2 separate regions of the Rattus norvegicus genome follow, and region 2 is linked to region 1. A link is a contact called in public Hi-C data. All regions are on one chromosome and are shown on one strand. Each heading gives the region's core, a stretch centred on a gene start, on an enhancer-like site or on the middle of the called end of the contact. The rest is flanking DNA. Distances are from core to core; before and after follow the strand shown. Region 1 overlaps Rexo5 (RNA exonuclease 5). Region 2 overlaps Dnah3 (dynein, axonemal, heavy chain 3).

Region 1 (4,819 bases), core at 856-3,355:
TCCCTCCTGCAGACAGCTTTGCTGAAACATTGGGATACCCACTAAAGTATACTGACATGTTCCAAAGCCCAATAAATGCCTAAAACTCAAATCATTTCCTTCCCTTAGACATGGGAAGGGGGATGAATATTTTGTGTTTGAGTTTATTTACACAGGGACTGATTGGTTCTTGTAGCACTACCATTATATGACATATACTGAGACCAAGAGAAGAAAACCCAGCCAGTTTCTATAAGTAACTGGCTAAACTGTTGATTCCTTGGCATCTGTTATAAAATTAAAAAGAGAGGGCTGGGGGGAAAAGGCTGAACAAAACATTTGGCAAGAGCAGATAGTGGAAGACTCTTAGCTTTGTAGTCAAAAAGCACTTTCAACCCCATGTTTGGGATTCCCTCCTTCTTGGGATACAGCTGCAACATCATTCTTCACCAGCAGGTGTCCCCATCGGACTAGGGCACCACTTGGAAACTGGAAACTTGAAACTCAGAAAAATAGTGTTAAGTTTAAAGGTGACTCTCACAGGTAGCCTGTGTTGGAAAGATGGGACATGGGTCCACGGTTCCTAATCTTGTAGATATTAACTGATCCAGATAAAGTAAATTCATCAGTTAGTCACACCAAAAACCTTTGCTGTGTATACACAGATCCTATAATTCACTTGAAGTGAGAGTAATAAGATGCTTATTAAGAAAGGACATAGTAGATGCCAAAGGGTTATTACAAATCCTGTTTTAAAGAAGTTGCTCAACTTAAGTTGAATACTTGGTTCACAGAGATGCTAGTATCTCATAAGATTATTACTTGGCTTTTTGAGACAGGGTCTCACTTTATGTAGCTGACCTGGTTGTCCTGGAACACTGTAGACTATGCTAGCCTCAGCTCAAGAGATCCCCATCTCAACTTAAGGGATCAAAAGCATTTGCCACCTCACTGGGCTCTCAGAATTTACCCTGGAGATAAATGAAGTTGTTCATAGTTGTGCATGTGTATGAGTATATAGAATTGTTCTATAGGTTTGATTCCTGATGTGTAGGGGAAATATACAAAACTATGCATGATTGGAACCCAGCCTAGAATGCTATGTGCCAGGATGTTAACAGTATTCTCTCTGATTAGTATGATTGGTAAATCATGTTTACAAAAAGCTTTGATGTAAAGCTTTGTTTTGAGAGCTAAAAACAAGCAAAAGAACCCATGCAGGCTTGGTGGTGCATGCACTCTGGAGGCAGAGGCAAGGGAATCGGAGTCTGAAAGCCAGGCCACCAAAGCTACATAGTGAGGCCCTAGTTTTGTTTTTTAAAGTTCAGCATTGTTACTTATAGTTAGGAAAGAAAAAAAATAGTTCTGAAACTTTAAAGTTGGACACTTAAGCAGTGTTTAATCCTTAAATATAGCCTCTGTAAGTTGGACCGTTAAGTGGAACCAAGCACTAATGTTTGATGTGAAATTGACAGTTTCCTGGAGTCCCTCCACAGGATGAAACTTGTCTTGTGCTAACTTGAGTTTCTTTTCCAGCTGAGGTGTAATTGTTATCTATTCCTTGAGGCTCCTGTCCTGTAAGACAGTGCCCCTCCTGGACACAGCAGGCCTGGGTTAGCTCTGGTGCTGTTTGGGCCATTCTGAGTTCATTTCCATAGCTGTATAAGATGAGGAAATATCTACTTTTAATAAGTATGAGACCTCAAAGTTCCATTTGTGGAACATGTCAAGAATAGCAGTAAAATGGGAACTATTTTCCTATGAGACCCTGCTTAAAATGGGAGACCAGAACCTACTTCATGGTTGTTAGGAAATTAAATTAGCAAAAGTCCAGTATAAGTGCACAGTAAGTGGCAAACATTAGGGGATTTTGAAAACTCTTCCAAGAAGCCATTAAGGCACTCTGAACCTCCTCTAACTGCCAAGACTCAGCAAGGCTCTCTCCTTCAGAACAGATGAAGTTTCCCCTGGGCCCCAACTGCAGACTGAAGAAATGGACCTGGCCCACAAGCCTCGGAGAATTCTGCACACTGTGTCCTTCCAGCTGATGCTCCCACCTTTTGGAAACCAAAGCTGCCAACTTGGCCTCTTGCAAAACACACATTCCATTCATACGTGCGTTTGTACATTGTTCCTCCCACACCCTTCTAGGCAGCCAATGCTGAGCTGCCAAGACAGCTGCCCAAGGAGCAGTCTTAGGGAAAAGGCAGCTCAAGAGGATTTTACAGAACTCAGTTTGGGTTTCGAATTCCTGTCCCTATACTGGGATTGTTCAGAATACTAAGCTACATTTGTTTTTATTGCCTTGACCCTCTGAAAAGGACTTCTTATAAAATAAATAGCAAAGTCAGTATTAAGTTTGGAAAATAAAAAGACACATCTAACTACCCAGAATCAATGACTGCCAATATTTTACAAGCTTAGGTTTTTCTGTCATTATTCAGATTTTTCAAATAACTGCATGGTATAACTGTTAAAAATAGTCTAAAACACTATTTTGTTGATGCTGAAGCTACAGATATTGTCCTTGCAGTTTCTAAAAGAAGATACTGTATTAATGCATATTAATGGTTCTTTTTAATTATAGAAAGATGTTTGTTTGCCAGCATTGTCTTAAATCTTTGCCACTGTCATGCATTAAAGAACAATTTTCATATGTTCAACTACTGTGTTCTGGAGTACCATTTAGATTGCCACCCAACTTTTCAGAAGCTTCTTGGCCATATTTTCTTCAATGGATGGTATATATCTGTTGCCCATTCTGTTGTGAAGCAACTGCTTTTCCATATTGACTTTAAGAGCTTCTTATGGAACAAATATGGTGCCCCTTTTGTCAGTGCTTCTAGGCTGGGGGGTGGTGGCAGCACATGCTTTTAATTCTGGCATTCAAAGGCAGAGGCAGTCAGATCTGAGTTTGAGGCCAGCTTAAGTCTACATACAGAGTGAGTTCCAGGATAGCCAGGGCTACACGGAGAAACCCTGTCTTGAAAAACAAAAATGTGCTTCATGTTTGCTTCTTAAGGCATGAAAACCTTGTAATTTAAAGTCCTGGTTGATTCAGGGATCAATGTAAGTGCACACTGGCCAGTCATATTTTTAATGATTTGACCTTTATTCTTCCTGACACTACCTTGACATATAGCAGCTTCCTCTCATATATAGATAAATATATCCAATTATCTCCATTATTTCTTTTATAATTTGGGTCAAAACCCAGGCCTAGAGGGATAAATTCCAGAGCCAACTTAGCCATCTGCTTTGAGGAGTCTATAGAAGACACCAGAATTGAAGTGACTCTTCTCTATACCCATGGACTACATTTTAGCATACTTTCTTGGTAGAAGTCCATTCCATATGCAATTAAGCTTCTCTGGTAACTGTATAAAAGTTATTTGCCAATATTTTAGTTGAAAGTAGGATTTCATCATCTTGTAACCCATTTACCACTCTGTTAATGTCCAGTTGGCTGTCTTCCTTTCCACTCTACTATTCTCCAATCTGCAAGGCCCTATCTGTGCTTAAGGGACAAAGCACAGAAGAAACAAGCCCAGAAGTCAGTGAGAGGATTATGGAACAAGGATAAACTACAAGTTTTCTAGGGAGTATAGTCAAGCTTAGAACCCTTTCCCAACTGAAAAGGCTTATCTAATCCCCACTCCACTAAGTGATGAAAGATCAAATATCATCCCACACACAACTGTGCCCCCAACTATCACACAATGTACTTAACATCTTTTTGATGAACTTTAAGGAGGCTTATAGTTCAGCACTATGAGGTATCATGGGTGTTTCACAGGCTTTTTCTTAAATCCTAATACCAATGGAGATGCCTTTATTTTGCAGATGAGTAAAAAAAAAAAAAAATAGTCATTGCAAGCCTGATTAGACCTAGGGACCATCCATACATTTAACAAAGAGATCAAAACTGTCATCTCATTTCTCATGGGAACTGCATTACTTAAGGTAATTAAGATGATTCCAGTAATGGGCATATAAGCAAACATTCATGTGCATGGAGGTCATCATGTGTTTGGAGCAAGACTCCTATCTTACAAGGGTCATTTTCCCAAGTTGTTATATAGCATAGCATCACAATGGTAAAGGTTCCCAATGGGTTGATAAACTACTTCAGAATAAATTCACTGTTTTTTGTTTTCTGCAGAAATATCAATAGTTAGGTAAACAAATTTATTGAATCCAACAGCAGATAACCTTCAAATTTAAAAAAAAAAGAAAAATACTGTAGACATCAAAGACAAAAATGTGTATATCAAGGTAATATTCAGGGGGCTATTTGAAGAGTGCAACAGTGCAGAGAATACAAAAGTATTAACTTTTGTCAAGTTTGTACAACCTCAAGAAACGTACACTGGTCACAAACCAAGAAGGATCCACAAAGGTGCAGGGTCACATGAGCAGTGGACTCATCACCTCATTGGCTTAAGACAGGATATATGCAAGACCAATTCAACCAAGCCCTGTTTGCCTATTGCTTCAAATTCCCTCTTTAAAATCTCGAACATATTCAGTGCAGCAGGGAAGAACAGTTAATCAGATTCTGAGGACTGGACGGGGAATTAGTATTAGAGAAAAGATAGTTCTTCTGTAGCAAATATATTTGTGCTGAGAGAAAAACAGCAGCTGCTGAATGGCTTCTTTTGGCAATGCTCAGGGTATGTGATAGAAGTAGGTATCTATGAGAGCAGGCTGGGTTCCCAAGAGAAACAGAATATGATGCCCCAACACCCGAATCAGAACTTCAGCTAGTCAAACCACCTCAGCATCTGTGCCCAATGCTCAAGCATCCTTCTTTGAAAAAAAAAAAAGGGGGGGGGGGGAG
Region 2 (4,819 bases), core at 1,557-4,056, 120 kb after region 1:
CCAGGAATATTGCCAAAAGATCTTCAAGACAGAAACAGAAACAACTGACCTGTAGGTGGGTGTGGGGGCACAGCAGCACTCCCTGGATCACCCGTGAGAAATCCCGAAGGTTAAAGACATAATGTGATTTGGAGGGAGTTGGCAAGAAGTTCTCCACTGCAGCTCTGTAAATGATCTGGGTTGCTTGGACCAGCATCCTCCCATACCTCAGGAGGAAAAGGGAAGCAGATCAGTCACACAGTCAAGCAGAAATGAGGACCACCCCCAGGTCAATAAGCAGGAAGCTACAGGAACTTCTTACCGTAAGAACATGACATCAAACCCTTTCCCAAAATGCCAGTCAGCGATAGAACTGAAAATTTTGGTTAAGATTTCATCCTCAAAGGCATTGATGGAAAGGAGATTTAGATGGCGAGTGAACCGTCCTGGAAACACAAACACGTGAGTTTGCACACACGCTTTCCAGACCTAGTGACCCTGGGAAGGAGCAGAGTCAATATCCCTCTGCTCTCAAGTTCTACAGTTCTGCCATCCAACAATCAGCCTCCAGCCACAGTATTTACACTGAATATGAGCTATGACATCAAGAATGGGCCTCCTCAGTTTCACTGACCACAAAAGATGTGTCCAGTAGCCACACGTAGCTTGCTCAGTGCACACACAGACAAATCCCTGATCTGCAGAAGGGATGCTAACTCTGCCTCCTCTGGCACACGAGGTTGCTTTATTTTTAAGATTTCACTCTTCTTTATTTACTTAGATATGTGTTTTACTTATTTTAATTCTATGAATGAGAGTGTGTATCAGGGCATTATGTAATGGCCTGCAGACCGAGGGCACAGGATTCCTACAAACCAGAGTTAAAGAGGGTCGTGAGCAATCACGTGGGTACTGGGAATCAAAGCCAGATCCTCTGAAAGATCAGTGATCTTATTTTTTAATTATGTATGTCCATGTGCATCTGTGTATGGCTTTGTGCATGCATGGATACTGGTGACTAAGGACTCCAGAACAGGGTATTGGATCCCCTGGAGCTGTAGTTAGTACAAGCAGTTGTGAACTGCCCAACAAGGGTGCTGGGACTTGAACTCAGGATCTCTGTAAGAACAATGTATCCTCTTAACTAAGTATCTTTTTCCTTTCAGCCCCACAACATTATTTTTAAAAACTAAAGGAAATACTTGATTACTGTATGATAGGCAAAAACATTATTATTATTATGATGATTATTATTTTAGAAAGCATCTCCTTCGCTGACTTCCCTCTCCACTCCCAAGTTAACCACTATTTACTAACCCGCCCTTCTCAGGCCTGAGTCCCTTCACTTCTTCCTGCTTTCATTTGCATGTGCAGACGGTTTTCAGGTCCTGTAGCTGTCTGGGGTTTGTTGCTAATCATTAGCATTTTGAGAATTGGGGCTCTGCAAATTAGACTCACTATAACTATTGTTTAGTAAGTTTTTGGAGTTCTGTTCTCTGGTTGTCTGCATTTGTACATGGATTTGGGGAGAAGCAAAACCTGTAGTGCTGTGGCGCTGCCATTGCCCCAAATTCCTCCTCAGCTTTTCACATATTTACAGCAATACACATGTAAAGTATGTAGTTTCTGTGTATGCCTACACACATGTAATTATATGTATGCGAGTGTACATATAAATATGCACATATAGGGGCTTGAGTATTCATTCAGTGGCTAAGAGCACTAGCTTTTCTTCCAAGGGACCTACATTCTATTCCCAGCACCCACATTGGGCTCACAACTATCTGTAATTCCAGTCTCAGGGGATCCAATACCCTTTTCTGGACTCAACAGGCACTGTCTGCACATGTCACACAGGCATACATGTAGACAAAACACCCACACATATAAGAATAAACAATAAAATGTTAAAGCACACACATATATTCTTGTTAAAAAAGTAACAGTAGACTAATTTTTTTGTATGTGCCTCTATGTGTTTGTTATGTATGTGTTCATATATGTGGGTATGTTTGTTTGGCATGTGTGTGTTCATGCATGGATGCATGGATGCCTACATATGTGTATATAGGTGTGTGTCTGTGTGTTTGGTATTCATGTATTCATGTGTGAGTATGTATATGTGTGTTATTTGTGTGTAAACTAGAGGTTAATGTTGAGCACCTTTTCTATTTCTACCTGTGTGTGTGTGTGTATAATGTATGTACTTGTACATAGAGATGTGTACATATATATGTGTATATGTATACATGTGGAGGTAGACTTATATTTTCTACACTGCTGCTCTGTAGCCATTGATAGGCATGTGATTTTGAGAACACCATTCAGATTTGATGAAAAATAGTATTTAACATATAATCATGCTCTCTCTGTGTTAGGCAAACAGGCTACTGCCATCAATTGCTGTGCTCCCAATAACCATAACGTACTGCCTTGAGCTTCAGTTTCTCCATCTAATGCTAATAACTGTCCGTTATAAGCTAGGTTATTGGTTCCCCACTGAATACAATTTCACTAAGAATCAACATTAGGGACAAGGAGATGGCTCAGTGGTTAAGGGTACTTACCTTGAGGAAGACTCAGTTTTGGTCTCTAGCACCCAGATGGAGACTTACAACTGTCTATAACTTCAGGTCCAGGGGATCTGGTATTCTCTTCTAGCCTCCACAGGCACCAGAAATACACACAGTGCACATATAAACATACATCTAAGCAAAACACTCATACACATACAATTAAAATTCAAATCATTCCCTGACAGTGATGGATTACAATAGAAACAAGATTGTTCTTGCCAACCATGAAGGTGACTCAGCATCCTCTCTCACAGCTAACAGGAGTGACTCGGCTTTTTTATCATGTGACAACCCTAAATTCTTTTCATTTTTCCAGACTTCTGGATGGAAATTAAGAAATTGACTCATCAGATCATCTTAACTTCTTGAGATGACCCACTCCAGAGCAGACCCCACAAACCCACTTAACTGCCTCAGCTTGGCATTTCCTGAGCATCTGTAGAACGTGGATGCTCTCACTGGAGCCATTGCTGTGCTTGATCCCGTTACCACACACATTCCTGGCAATTGCAAGTGCTAGATTCTATACTAGAAACTTTTCAGAGATCCTATTTGTGACTGAACTTGAACTGCCCATTGCTGTGGGTTCTAGAAACGTTCCTGTTTGAAAATAGAAATATAACAAGCTCCCTATGGAGTCGAGGTACCTTAGACTTTGTTGGGCTCAGACCCGAGGCAAATGCAACCCTGTAGCTCCTCCCTTCACATGTTACCCCCTTTTGATGAATAGACAAGACTCTTTACAGACTCTTGCCATCTTCCCACCACACTGCACACAACTTCCAACATCAAGTCTAAAGCTAACTCAAACCTTCCAGCTCTCACGAAGGCACATAATCTACAATCTCTCCTGTTGAACCAAACCAATTCATCCATGATCCCCAGCTCTGCAGGGAAATAGAGAGAAATAAACCCTCTTCCTAGACATACCAGTGATGTCATTCCTTCCTCCACCAGGGGGACCCATGGCAGTCACAAGCAGAACATCCACAATGTCCAGCCTGTTTGTGTCTTTCTTGTCAAACCAGTAGCCGTGGTCAATCCATTGTCGCAGCAGCTCAATGGGGGGCTGGGCTCCATACACCTCTTTGGCTGGCATGTTAAGGTCATCTGTAGAAAGAAGCCACAGTCACACACACTGTGAGTGAGTCTATGGGATCCTTTGGTTTTACAAGGGTCATCAATGACTGTAACCTCCATGAGAAAATCTGTTTCCGGTGACCCCGCTCCTATTCAAGACCCAGTCAGTAGACATCCTGACCAGATGGGAAAGGGTTTCCTTGGGTTTAGAGTTTGCTATCTTCTTGAAATCTCTGTCCATCATGGCTATACTATACATGGGGTGACATCAACAAGCAAGCATTTAACTTTCCCCCATTTTTCTTAGTCACATTCACTGTCTACAATACCACAGACATTGCTAAGCATACAACGGTGAGGTGCCTGCCAAAAGTTTTTTGGTTTGTTGAGCTTTCAGTCTTGAGAGAGAGTCTTACTGTATTGCCCATGCTTATCTCAAACACTATAGACATGGTGCCTGCCAGCCAACATATTTTCAGTGGTGATGGGGATTGAACCCAGAGCCTCCCTACATGGTAAGCAAATGCTGTACTACTGAGTAAGAACCCCTCCTTCTGAGGAGCCTTAAATCAATTTGTAATAGCTGAACTCTGGTGGGAGCAAGGCTTTGAACTTGGGTCTTTCATGAGCAGACTCAAAATGTCAAGAGGGGGTTACAGGTTCTTTTAATTACAAGAACATTTTCTGCCTGCAACCCATTGCACAGTTGGGCACATAGGAGACACTGAATTCGGTGAAGGGGCTCTTTGTTTTATTTTCCAACAAATATTAATAGACTGATCAGTTTGTGTCAGTTAACATTTCAGGAACTTTAGACAAATTAACTGATTTAATGTAAATATGTTCGAGATTAAGGGACCAACCCTGAGATCAGGGAGGCTGACTCAAACTATACCTAGGGTTGAAAATTGATATAGAACCCAGTTTGGTTTAGTGCAAGGTTTCAACTGGCTTTGGGTATATCATAAAAATTGTGGGAGACCTGGATGAAGGGAAAATAGAAAGGGTAGAAAATAAAGGAAAGATAAAATGGATAAGATTCCTGCCTTTCAAGAGATGATGAACATGTGTAAGGATATAAATATAACCATGAAATTTATATTATTAATACATGAGCTTAAAATACAGGGCACAAGATGATCTGAGACAGTGGGAGCGTTGGGAGTACCTCCTGGGTCAGCAGC

What was found. Hi-C and Micro-C count contacts between places; a contact is called where the count stands out from the background.
Region 2: a Hi-C map of the Rat2 cell line shows a contact between it and region 1, with 3 times the contacts expected there. The contact joins two enhancer-like sites. A contact is called at or near these places in 4 of 12 Hi-C or Micro-C datasets (the Rat2 cell line, hepatocytes and liver).

What each region holds. Positions count from the first base shown.
Region 1 is chr1:183,670,211-183,675,029 of GRCr8, forward strand. Rexo5 (RNA exonuclease 5) reads left to right here. Exons shown (of 20, transcript NM_001079706.1): 20 at 1-91. It also overlaps a transcript of Dcun1d3 not described here. Among named protein-coding and RNA genes, the nearest start is that of Lyrm1, 44 kb to the right of the region's middle. Within about 2 kb of position 2,106, at least 13 of the 93 cell types and tissues checked have an H3K27ac peak or open chromatin away from gene starts, as enhancers often do.
Region 2 is chr1:183,788,590-183,793,408 of GRCr8, forward strand. Dnah3 (dynein, axonemal, heavy chain 3) reads right to left here. Exons shown (of 61, transcript NM_001427640.1): 43 at 3,486-3,665; 44 at 302-425; 45 at 50-206. Among named protein-coding and RNA genes, the nearest start is that of Dcun1d3, 74 kb to the left of the region's middle. Within about 2 kb of position 2,807, at least 6 of the 93 cell types and tissues checked have an H3K27ac peak or open chromatin away from gene starts, as enhancers often do.